Regions from separate parts of the Mus musculus genome. Here all the other regions are linked to region 1. Evidence: chromatin contacts called from public Hi-C data. All regions are on one chromosome and are shown on one strand. The core of a region is the stretch at or near the end of the contact, and the rest is flanking DNA. Distances in the headings are between cores, read along the strand shown. Region 1 holds the start of 9630002D21Rik (a long non-coding RNA gene). Region 2 has its middle 56 kb from the start of 1700083H02Rik. Region 3 holds the start of 1700083H02Rik (RIKEN cDNA 1700083H02 gene).

Evidence for each region. Hi-C and Micro-C count contacts between places; a contact is called where the count stands out from the background.
Region 2: a Hi-C map of embryonic heart shows a contact between it and region 1, with 1.9 times the contacts expected there. The contact joins the enhancer-like site here to the promoter of 9630002D21Rik in region 1. A contact is called at or near these places in 1 of 15 datasets of contacts at CTCF or cohesin (stem cell-derived epiblast-like cells), 12 of 484 Hi-C or Micro-C datasets (the HPC-7 cell line, cerebellum, embryonic heart and 2 more) and 3 of 115 datasets of contacts at active chromatin or transcription factors (SST interneurons, bone marrow-derived macrophages and embryonic stem cells).
Region 3: a Hi-C map of cerebral cortex shows a contact between it and region 1, with 1.9 times the contacts expected there. The contact joins the promoter of 1700083H02Rik here to the promoter of 9630002D21Rik in region 1. A contact is called at or near these places in 4 of 484 Hi-C or Micro-C datasets (cerebral cortex, cortical neurons, liver and 1 more) and 3 of 115 datasets of contacts at active chromatin or transcription factors (SST interneurons, embryonic stem cells and stem cell-derived neural progenitor cells).

What each region holds. Positions count from the first base shown.
Region 1 is chr12:71,575,888-71,579,956 of GRCm38.p6, forward strand. 9630002D21Rik (a long non-coding RNA gene) reads left to right here and starts at 2,044. Exons shown (of 3, transcript XR_872814.1): 1 at 2,044-2,259.
Region 2 is chr12:71,438,274-71,442,426 of GRCm38.p6, forward strand. No RefSeq gene overlaps it. Among named protein-coding and RNA genes, the nearest start is that of 1700083H02Rik, 56 kb to the left of the region's middle. Within about 2 kb of position 2,903, at least 13 of the 459 cell types and tissues checked have an H3K27ac peak or open chromatin away from gene starts, as enhancers often do. A contact at or near this core is called in SST interneurons and embryonic heart, where this site is marked.
Region 3 is chr12:71,382,472-71,386,940 of GRCm38.p6, forward strand. 1700083H02Rik (RIKEN cDNA 1700083H02 gene) reads right to left here and starts at 1,737. Exons shown (of 2, transcript NR_136902.1): 1 at 1,580-1,737; 2 at 683-1,161.

The DNA of each region.
Region 1 (4,069 bases), core at 794-3,293:
CATCCCTTAGGTCTCTGAGCATACTCGTGTGTATGTACCATACTAATGCACACACATTATCACACACAACTTATTCTGAGAACATATCCTTGTCATTAAGTGATGCATAATATTATATATATCTACATATGTATGCATATACAGATACAGGTAAAAGCATACAGTTATGTGTACAGACACACACATACACACACACACACACACATATACACACAACTGTGCATGTTCAGCAAGCCCATCTTAAATCACCTCTACACTCATCTTGCCCTTCCCATGATAGGCAGGGCAGGGAATGCCTGTTGAAAAGTCGGGGCAGTGTGCACTCCAGTACAATCCTTACTACCAGTTTGGAGATGTCTGTCTTCAGCGTTCTCATCGTGGTCGATATTTGCTTGAGTCAATAGCTGTTCATGGTGAAGAAGCACCTTTGAGGGTTAAGTGCTTTCAGACTCTGAACACCAGTGCCTGCCTTAAAATGCCACTTAGCTGTCTAATATCTCTTGTTCATCCTATCCCTACACAGCTACGTGTCTGGAGAAACCAGCCTACACTTGCTGCTGCCTACTTCGATGTGGTCACAGCCCTCACCACAATACAGAAACTGCTTTCTTTAGACTCAACAGAGCCTTTTCCGTGACTGTATCTGATATGCATTGACTTCAGTTTACTTATTGTCTTAGCTTGATGAATCCACTCGTGGCCTATACTCTTTCCCTAACAAGGTTCCCTCTGTCTTCCTCGGCCATGTCTCTCTTGGTTTGCATCTTGTGTCATCTGCCTGTAGTATTGCAGACTCTTCCAGCTAAAGTGGTCTATTTTGGGTTAAGCAGTATCTCCCAAAAGACAGATCGATGTCCTGGTCCTGCAACCTGTGAATGTGACCTTCCTTGGTAATTGTGTCTTAGCAGATGTTATCCAGTTAAAACAAGGATATTAGGTTGGGTGCTAATCAGTATGACTGATGGCCTCAGAAGAAAAGGAAGACAAGAGACCAGAGGGCTGTGGGACAACAGAGGCAGAAGGTGGGGCAGTGCAGCCTCAAGCTAAGGAGCATGCCAAGGATTGCTGATAAATGGCAGAAGCTAGAAAAGGAGGGATCGACCACATCAGATTTCAGAGGGAGCTGGGCCCTGACAGCAGAGTGATTTAAGACATGTCATCTCCAAGATGATGACATACAACCCTTGTGCTGGTTTATTCCACTTGTACTTTGTCACAGCAACGGTAGGAAATTAAGATGGGGGTGGGGTGGGGTGAGGTGGGGGTGGGGGTCGGGTAGGTGGAGAGTGTCTGGAGAGATAGTTCAGTGGTTAAAAGCACTCCTTGATTGTCGCGGGCCGTCCAGCGGCTCGCGAGGAACTGGTATGGCTGAGATGGCAGACTCGAGCTGAAAGAAAAGGAACTAGACTGACGGGAGAAAGAACGGAGCTAAGACAACCGGTTTCTAATCAAAGCTCAATTTTACTATTCAGTGCACTGGGTTATGAAGAAGGGGGAAGGGGCTCATTCCTGCCAAACAATCCTGGAGTCCAGTTGCAGGTGACCACGTGCTTGGCTCCGGAGCAGCTAGGCGGCAGGTAGCAGGTAGCAGCAGTGGGAGTGGCAGAACGATGGGGCGGGGCGGCAGGCTCCACCCCACGCTCCCTTCCTGCTAATAGTGAAACCTGAGCTAACAGGTTTCAGGCCGAGGGTGGGGAGGTTACACTTGATCTTGCAGAACCTTTGATACCCAGCCCTCACATGGGATGCTCCTAACTGTAATGTCAGTTCTAGGGGTTCTGACGCCCTCTTCTGGTCTCTGCTAACTCCAGCATACTCATGGTATCCACTCACACAAACACAAACTTCTTGCCCATTCTCCACAAAGGGCACCTTCCTCATCTCATGGGTTAAATGTAGTTTCATTCAGACTCATAAGCCCGAAATTTCTTTTAGTAGAAATAGAGAAATCCAGGATAGGCAGAGCTACACAGAGAAACCCTGCCACCCACCCCCCCCCCCAAACAAAACAAAACAAATAAAACCAAAGAAACAAAACGAAATAGAATAGGCACGGGTGCTGCGTGATGCTGCCCACAGGAGCCGCAGTTTTAAGTTACAGTGACTCACAGGAAGGTTTATGTTGTACAGAATTCTGTCCTTGGTGATGGGCTGCCATTGCCTATGCCTGGACTGTTCTGCCCGTGGATCTGCCTGGCGTGGGGTACTTCCAGATGCCGCCCGTGATGATGATTCCTGGGAATTTGGCAATAACAAAAGGTCAGTATGTTCTCAGGAAAGCTTCTTATGGAACATTCTAGCATGGGGGGATGTTTAGCCTGGTGACTCTGCAGTGGAGTTTCAATAATGAATTCAGTAAGAAGCGTGTCCCCGGGCAGCTCTGTCCCCGGTGGGACTGTCTGATGAAGTGGGCTCTGTTAACCGCTCTGGGGGCTTCATAGGCTTTGATTACTGCTCACGAGGTTTGCATTTCTTCAAGGAGCTTAATGAGGTTTTTCTAGGGGGCAAAAATCATAAATTTCCATGTTTTAGTAGCTCGCTTGGTAGAAGCATAAATTGTACATCTCTCTCACAGCCCATAGGAGAGGATGCCTCACTTGCTTCTTCTGTGAGGTAGTAAGACAAATGTCATCTGGTCCATCACGTCTGAAGAAATATAGAGAAGAGCATGGTTACCATAAACATTAATTATCTTTTAAAGGGACATACTCAGTTTAAACAAAAATATCAGGTTTGCAAAATGTGTAATGTGTCTTTTGCAGCAGTAGGAGCCAATGCCCAATGTCAACTGAATGTTTTTATAGCCTTAAAATATCTGCATTCATTTTCTTTTATATGGTCATAATTATAGAGCAAAACAAATCATTTCTAGTAAATTCCAACTTATTTAAGTGATCTTCTTCTCCCACCAATCTTCTTTGATTGATTTATTTATTTCCTATTCTTTTGTTTAAAAGTACTTCTATATCTTAAATGATTCTAACCAAATTCATAGTTGATAGCCAAATGTTTTTAATAACTCTCCCCCATAGTTTAATGGCAAACACATCAACGTATGCTCGACTGCCTGTCAGCTCACTAATAGTGGCATCCGTTCCTCTGAGGAGCCCGGGAATGTATATATAAAAAATGCAATCAGAGGCATTCTAAATGAAATAGCAAATTTAGCTGATGGAATGTGTGGCATACTAATGAGCCTCTGCCAGGCCCGCTGTGCGCTTGTGCGTGACAGGCTGAGAGTGATGACCTTGTTCCAGACTTAAGCAGAGAGTCACTGCAGCTGGCGACAAATAGATGCCTCTGATTACACTCCAGCCACCCCGCCTCTCCTGGGACCTTAGTAGGAACTCGCAAAACACATGAAAAAAAAAATGCAACTTCAATTCACGTCACAGATTTGCTGACTTCTGGGGGAGTGGGGCACAGGCAAGGGGATACCTGGAGCTAAATCTCTGAAGTCCACAAATAGCTTCAAAATTCCTTGTTCTCCTAACTGATACACTTAACAAACAAACAAACAGACAAACAAACAAAACAACAACAAAACTAAACCTAGAAACTCATAGCACAGGCTGGCCTGGAACTTCTTATGTAGCTAAGGATGACCCTGAGTTTCTGAGCCTCTTGTCTCGGCCTTCTGAGTCTTGGCCATACCGGTGTGTGCTATTATGCCTAGTTTATGTGGTGCTGGGGATAGACCCCAGAGCTTCATGCAGGTTACACCAGCACTCAACCCACCAAGCCCCTTCTCTAACCCCTTAGGCAACATGTTCTCAAAATTAATCTTAAAATTCAGCAATTAATCTTAAAATTCGCTGCCTTCCCTTGCTGCTTACAATCTTTGAAAAATAAAAACCTTTTAAGCACAACCTGCAAACAGTTTAAAGGGTTCCCTAAAACAGGAGGAGGAGCTTAAGGACTGGTCCAGGAGTGGCGCTTTAGCTGATAACGCGGTTGCCCAGTGGGCTCAGTGGAGACACACACACTTCCTAGTACTGATGGTGAGAGGACTTGGCATAGAGAAGCTCCTGTTGTCAGAGAACAGAGGTAAGGCAGCTATCAGCCATGT
Region 2 (4,153 bases), core at 1,653-4,152, 140 kb before region 1:
GGCAGGGGGCACCTAGCCCAGGCAGGCACTAGGCAAGCAGGCCCACCAGCCGGGTAGCTCCGTTTGTTTATTTTCTCAGTGGTATTGCTGTCTCTACCAGGAGAAGGGGGGCACCCTCCGCCCCCTGCTGGGCTGATGTGGAGGCCACTTACTCTTTACCACCGGAAAGGCCTGCTGACTGCTGGCTGATTTATTTATTTTAGTTGCACATAGACTGTCTGCTAGGTCTAAGTTTGGAAGCCAACAGGAAGTCATCCAATCTAACACCAAGTGTTCAGTGCTTGTGTTCTGTTTGGGCAAACACATATTAGATTGCGCAAGAAAGGGAAGTCTTCTGTTGGTATATTCCCAACTCCTTCCCCTCCACCTCTCCCATCCCTCACCCCCCCCCACCCCTGCATTGTCATTTACCTCAGGCCAGCTGTGAGATTGATTTCTACATTTGACAACAACCACACTCTTCCAAAATAAGTTTTTCAACATTTTTTTTTCCTGTGAAAATGTAACAGCAGTGTTCAGGGGGAATCCCCTACCTAGATTCTACCGTCCACAGGCTTCTATAATTGGTTTCTTTCTTGGTGTTTTTCGAGACAGGGTTTCTCTGTATAGCCCTGGCTGTCCTGGAACTCACTTTGTAGACCAGGCTGGCCTTGAACTCAGAAATCCGCCTGCCTCTGCCTCCCAAGTGCTGGGATCAAAGGCGTGCGCCAATATTCTTCTCAGTCGTTACAGGCAGCTGCTGTTCTGCATGTCTCCACTACAGATGACGTCTGCCCTCTAGAGTAGATGCATTTAGCCATATTTCATCGTCTCTTTGGGAACGACCTGCTTCAGTCAGTAGAACATGTATTTCTTCTTCTTGTTGTTTTCTTCAATTTTTTTGAAATGAAAACAGTTACATTATTGTCTGCCTTCCCCCTCCTCCCTCCAACCCTTTCCAAGTAACCCCTTTCCTAGCGCTCAGATTCATTGTCTCTGCTTCTGAAATTGCTCTTCTTATATATATATAAATAGATTTCTAAATATATAAATATAAGTTGATCAGTCTGTTTGAAGTTTCTTGTGTGTATATAACTTTACAGGTGACCAAATGGTATTGGATAACCGATCTGGAGGGGACTCTCCCCTGGGGAAGACCGTTTCTCCTCATCTCAGCGTTTCTTAGTTGCCTGTGGTCCTTGTCCAGGGTTGGGGCCCGAGCTTTCCCCCTTCCATGTTGGCATGTCTATTGGGGTCATCTGGACTCAGATCTTGCTTAGGCATCCATATTAATAACTTCATGGGCGCAGCTTGTTTGGCATTTCTAGGAGATGCAGTCTCCCAGCAGACTTTATGGTTCCCTGGCTCTTAAAATCTGTCTGCTCCCTCTTTCAAGATGTTCTCTGAGGCTTAGGTGCAGAGGATGTGTTGTGGAGAGGGGAGGGGACCCACAGGGGCTGTGTACCACATGATCACCTGCTCTCTGCCTCTTGTTCTGTTTCTGTTTTCTGTAATGTCCTTCATCCTTTGCAAAGAGAAGTTTCTTTGTTGAAGGGTGACATCTATACTTACCTGTGGGTATAAGGATAAATGTTTAGATTGTGGCCTGCCTGCCTTCCTTCCGTCCTTCCGTCCTTCCTTCCTTCCTTCCTCTCTCTCTCTCTCTCTCTCTCTTTTCTTTTCTTTTCTTTTTGTTTCGTTTCGTTTTTTTGTTTTGTTTTTTTGTTTGTTTGTTTGTTTTGTTTTGCTTTTGAGACAGGGTTTCTCCATATAGCCCTGGCTGTCCTGGAACTCACTTTGTAGACCAGGCTGGCCTCGAACTCAAAAATCTGCCTGCCTCTGCCTCCCGAGTGCTGGGATCAAAGGCGTGTGCCACCATGCCCGGCTCTTTTCTTTTTTTAAAACACAAAGTCTCATTCTATAGTCCTTGCTGGCCTAGAACACTATATAAACTAAGCTGACCATGAACTCACATAAGCCCACCTACATCCACCTTCAGAGTGTTAACAAATATTCTTGTTCAGGTCATGGTGTGGTGGTGGTGTGTGTGTGTGTGTGTGTGTGTGTGTGTGTGTGCTTTCATTTAAAGTATCTAGTGTGGTCTCACTGCCAGATTGGCTCTGTCATGGACAAGAGTTGCATGTAGACCATTAAGCTGGTCAGAGTTGCCAAAGTAACTGGACAGAACTGTTCCACGGGAGAGTGTACTTAGGTATGTGTGTAACTTATGGATAATACCAGTGGCCCCAACATCCAAAGTATGAAAGGTTCATGGGAGACGGTGCTGTGCTTACCCTATTGGAACTAGAAGGAGAGGCTTGAAGGATGTGCTTACCTGCTGCTGGGTCCTGGATATCCATCACGTGGATTATGGGACAACCTGGAACTGCTAAACCCTCTCCTTATTGTCCCTAATGACTGTGCCTTTAGCACGGGGTAAACCTCAGATCCAAGTTATGGCAGTTATGACTATTAACTTCTGTTACTTAGAATGAATGGCCCATATTGTTAAACATGTGTGTATATGTGTATTTGTGTGTATGTGGTGTGTATATGTGTGTTTATGTATGCATGTATGTGTGGTGTGTGTGTGTGTGTGCGCGCGCGCATGTACGCACATGCATATATGTGTGCAGATCTATATGCCTGTGCATGCATGTGTATGAAGGCCACAGAAAGATGCTGGAGGTCCTACTCTGTCACTCTTCCACCCTTGAGACAGTGTTTCTCGCTGAACTGGAGCTAGGCTGGCACCAAGCAAGCTCTAGTGATTGTCCTGCCACTCAAAGTGTTAGGGTGTCAGGCACACGTGGCCAAGAACAGCTTTGGAATTCAGGTTATCTTGCTTATGCAACAAGCACTCTTACCTACTGAGTCATCTCACCAACCACATACATTTAAAAATAATTTTCTCAGAGTCTGATTCTGGGTTAAACACATTATGACTTCATTCAGTTTCCATGCCCATATCTAGGAAGTAAGCCATTCTTAGAAGTATGCTTCTTTTTAAATGAGGAAAGGAGGTTTAGAGAGGCTGGGCAAGCATATAGTCATTTAGTTGGTAAGCTGTTGGACTCATATAATCACAGAATTGAGACCCGTGCAGTGCGATTAGAAGACTTTTAAGTTCTGCATCATTCCCATTCCCATGTATAATGATGCTACCCTGTTTCCTGGCTTCAACTGTAACTCTTATCTCTTCCTTACTCATGCTTCATCCACTCTGACTGGTTCAGTGTGACTAGACACAAGCCAGACTCTCATAGCTTCTCGACTTGTCAAAGGCTGTTACGTCTGCCTGATGTAGAGTGTTTGATCCACTACCCATCTTCTCTATCAGTTGAGAGTGTTCCTCCAGGATGACGCCAAGCATTGGTGCTCCCACAGGAGCATCTAAATCAAGAGTTGTCCCTTTCCCCTCCCTGTGTTTCTCTGTATCATGCCTCTGTTGGTATTGCTTTGGTGTTTCAGTCTCTGGGTTATCTGTAGCTCAGCCTCCTCTATATTCTAGATGTTAGCTGATAAATCTCCCTGGGAAACATACAGGGAATGCTGGACCTAGCATGAAGAGAGGGACTCAGAACTAGGCAGAGGGGAAGTGAGTCAGGGGTCTCTATGGAGGTGAAACTGTCCTGTAGTGCCCTTCCTCACTGAAGTAAGAGGCTAGCCACTAGTCTCTAAGGACTACCAGTCAGTAGATGTGTACTGTTCCTGGAAGAAGACATAACCATAGGGGTCATAAGAATACTTTGGGAGACCTAGGCTTTGAACTTGTGGTACCTAAAGCCCTTTGGACATCTCAGTAGACATCTGAATTGTATACTATAGCATGAGTTATACATGAGTGAATCCATGGAGGAGTCTGTCTTCCAAAATCACATATGTGGAATATGTAGCCCATGCTTCACACAGCCATTTAAAATTGGAAAGAAATCATGACAGTATAGAAATGGATTAATTCATTAATTTCATTCATGTTAAAAATAGTTATTTGTTTGGTTTTGTCAAGATAGAAAATTTCTTTATATGTTCAACTTTGCCCTTCAAGACAGTTGACATCCCCGAAGGAAGAAAGTGTGTGTCTAAGCTAAAAGAAGCTTTTCAATTTGTTTTGTCATCATCAACACAGCACGTGATCATGAGCATAAAGTGAGCATGTTTATTGATCGATATC
Region 3 (4,469 bases), core at 487-2,986, 190 kb before region 1:
AGACTGGGACTGCAGAGACAGCCAGGATGGTGGACTAGACAACCATCAGATTATTGCTTGCCATTTCTGCCATGAAACAGCCATTGTTGGACTACCCAAACCACACCCTGTAAGCCCCCCCTCCAATCATCTATCTATCTAGCTGTCCATCCATCCATCCATCCATCCATCCATCCATCCATCCATCTATATTCATTCTACCAGTTCTGTTCCTTTTGAGAACACTGACTAATACAATGGGAAAGACCTGCCACATAAGAAAATAACCACACAAAAGGGTCCTATGTCCCCTGAGCGTAGGGTATGGACACCTTGCTATTCTTTCAGGCTTTTAACTGACCACATGGTAATCTCTCTTTTTCGTGGCTTTGGATTGAAATTTGGACACATCAGGTCACCAGTGACTCCAGCTTCCAAAGAGGGATGACAATATTTTTTGTTCTTTCCTACCATTTCAAAATGGCCTGTGCTCAGCTGTTTCTAGCTTTGCTGAAGTGAAAGAAAGCTGAATGCTGAAATGCAGTGTGCTTATTCCTTTATATTTCCATCACCTATTTACTTGACCTCTTTCCATTAAGTTGTCACCTTACCTTTGCTTTGTTCCCTCGGCCCCCAACTAGTACATGCCTAGTACGTTGTCTGAGATCACATCTGTTCAATTCAATGGTGTCATAACCACAGGGCACCAAACATCGAACTGTTTATTTGAAGTTTTGAAAGGGGTGTGTATGTGATTTTCTTGGTTTTATTATGTGTGAAACATCAGTATTGACAACTCTTTATTCTTAAGGAGGCACTGATAAAAATAAAGAGGTTGAATAAGTTGAAAAAAATAATCACTGATGTCGATATTCCTCAGACTGTAGCCTGTGGACAGCAGCTTCCCCCAGACAGCACATTTGCTACTTGTCTGTATTGCCGCTGTCCTTGCTTAATTCTGTCTGTCCCTTGATCCTCTTCGCACACAATTTATCAAGTTCAATTTTTTTCTTTTGATTAAAGAAGGGCTTTTTTGGTGATCATTTTAAGAGGAGGAAGTGGACACTACAGGAGCGCGATGGCCCAGGCTCAGTTCCCAGGGAATCCCGGCATTTAGACCTTTCTTGACTTTTTAACTTCCTGGTTAAGGTTGGGCTGGGTGCCTTTCCCCGACCTGTTTTGCTGCAGATGGAAAAAAGAAATGTCAGTGAGAACGGAGACACATGGGCTTGCTTTCGGAAAAACAAATGCAACTCAAAGATTATATTTTGGTGCATATAGTTTGTCAATATGACCACCAAAAGTGCCCCTAGGGAGACACGAATGTGTGTTCACATTGTGTTCACCCTCAGAGAATTATTTTGCTTGGCAAGTTACGGAACACATGCTTGGCAAACTCACAAGACGAGAAATTGAAGCGGAAAAGGCTTGGTTTGTAGACATTCACAGTCCCCTGTAAATCATGGGGTAGCGGACGCTAATATTGTTAAGGAGTATTGACAACCAACAGAGGCCTCATGGGCTGAATGGCTGCTAAAGGTGGGCAAGTCAGTATCTCAGCAGAGATCTCCCTCATCTTCCCTCCCCAGTCTCTCTTTACCTCTGCTTTACTAATCTTCATTCTTCCCTCTAGTTTTTTCTTTTCTTTCCAAAAAATGTTACACATATTAAGGTGCACCTTTGCTCTCATTTGGGAGATTTGGTGGCCCAGGCACTTCAGGCCACTTCATTTCTTCTAAGTTGTCCTATGGCACTCATGTTTTGTGGGAAAGGAAAATTCCATATAAGAAGCATCCAGAGTTCCATATTGTATTTTCAGTGACTCTGGAATGTTGGAATTGGGCGTAACAGGTGGAGTGGGGAGTGTCCTTATCTGGAGATGGGATGGAATATCAGTTACTTTCCTGTCGCTGTGATGATAAATGCCCCAATAAATCGACTTAAGGAAGACAGGATTTATTTTGGCTCATAGTTTGGCAGAACAGCCCACCATAGCGGTGGTGGAAGCCTGGCTTAGGCAGGAGCCCGAGGCAGTTGGTCAACCTGCATCTGTAGTCAGGAAAGGGAGAGACAAATGCTCACCCTAGGTTACTTTCTTTCTTATTCAGTTCTAGACTCCAGCCCCTAGCTTGGGGGGATTCCAGAGTTCAGGTAGGTGGGTCTTCCTGCTTCTGTTAACCAATCCAGATACTCTCCCACAGGCACACCTGAAGGCTTGTTTCCTAGGTGATTCTAGAAGGTCAATGTGACAATCAATATTAACCATTACAGAGGGTTGATAAAGTGATAAGAAACATTTCACTCCAAAGGCCAAGGTGGACTTGGAACTCTATGTTTTCAGCCGATCATCACTTAAAGGAAGGGTTTTATTTCATTGTTATCTTTATCTATATCTATATCTATATCTATATCTATATCTATATCTATATCTATACCTTTATCCTTATCCTTATCTTTATCTATATCTTTATCTATATCTTTATCTTTATCTTTATCTTTATCTTTATCTTTATCTTTATCTATATCTTCATCTTCATCTACATCTACATCTACATCTATTTATAAGATTGCTTTTTAAAAATTCTGGTGCCAAGGGTCGAACTCACACGTGCTATATACCCTTTATCCCTGAGTTGTCTCCCCCTGCCCCACTTTTGGATAGGGAGCCCCTAACTTGGCCACACACATCATGAGCTCACCCTGTAACCCAAGCAGTCCTTGTGATCCTCCTGCCACAGTCTTCCTAGTGGTGGAATATAGTGCTATAGTACAGGGCCTATTCCAAGAAGAGTTTGAGTCCCTTAAGGAGGAAAGACCTCTCTCTCTCCCCATGGAGCCCCAGTTTCATTCTCCTCTGTGGGTTTTATGTTTTCTTGGATCAGAGTTTCAATAAAACAAATTCACCAGTGGCCTTGCTCTGTGGGTATCTGGTGAGAACAAAGGAATCATAAAAGAGTTGTCGGTCCTTGTCTGAACAGGGCTATAATCCTACAAAGTACGGCTCCCTTTTATAAAGGGAGCCATGAAGAAATAACCTTTATGATGAGGTTTCTTGGAATTTCTGCAATGCATGTGGATCTGAAGCTGCCGAATGGATGTAAGTTATTAAAAAAAAAAAATCAAGACCATGGCAATAAAGATGCCATTGAGTAAAAGAATTGATAATGCACAGAACTTTGTACTTTTTTGTGTGGCCTTTCATTTTAAAAGATAAATCTGTTTCTTTTTTTCTTTATTTTTTTTTTTAAGCTTTGACAAACAAAGTGGATTTTTTTGGGCTATCTGTGAGATAGGGCAAAAAGAACAAAGACATGAAATCAGTAATGTGCACAGTGACCTAGTGGACTCCATGCCCAGATGGGAAACAAAGTCCTCTTAAGATGCCTATTAAAAGGTTTTTTAAAAATGTGATGTAGTCAAAGTTTTTTATATCTACATTACTAATTTTACTTTATGAATTTTCTCTTGTTTGATATTTTTTTCATTCACTGCTGATCTTTGGAAAGATATTTTAAAAGGATCTACTAAATATGGATGGGATTTAAATAGCTTGAACTTTTCCTCTCTCTGTGTGTCTCTGTGTCTGCCTCTCTCTCTTTCTCTCTCGCTCTCTTGCTCTCTCGCTCTTCTTAAAAGTCACACCACAGCGCTGTAAAGATAGCCCAGTGGTTAAGAACAGTTACTGCTCTTACAGAGGATCCAGGTTCAGTCCTCAAACTGGGCAGCTCACAACCACCTGTAACTCCAGCTCCAGAGGATCTGATGCTTTCTTTCTTACCCTTAAACATGTACACACACACACACACACACACACACACACACACACACACACACAAATAAATCTTTTTTTTTAAAAAGTCAGCATGCTTCTTGCTTCTTAAGAACAGGAGCAGAATCAAGATCTGGTCTCAGGAGAAGAATCTGGGAAACGTAGAAGGAAGGGAAGGAAACCCTAGCTCCATGAGACGTCAGCTTCTCAGCTGTTCTATCTGGGGCCAATTGGTGACTTTCCAATAGGATCTATTTTGGAAAACTGTTTCCATTGTCCAAAATTAAATCCCAGTATGTAAGTAGTAATCTTAGCTAGAAAGGGCTCCAGCATCCTGTTTCTCGGGGCTGTCTAGAAATGTTCCTTCCTGAAGGACAAGACCCCTCTGAGGGTCCTGGAACAGCCAGCAAAATGATTTCACAGTTGAACTCTCAGTTTCTGCATCTCCTCGTCTAACATTTCCTTAGACTAGAATAAATGCTATATTAAAACCTCAATTATGTCAGAATCTTCCTTAAGAACAAATGTTGTGACTGTTCAGATAGGATAGCATGACTAAATTTACGCTGGGTGTCCACAAATGCATCTCTCTCTCTCTCTCTCGTCTCTCTCTCTCTCTCTTTCTTCTTCTTCTTCTTCTTCTTCTTCTTCTTCTTCTTCTTCTTCTTCTTCTTCTTCTTCTTCTTCTTCTTCTTCTTCTTCTTCTTCTTCTTCTTCTTTC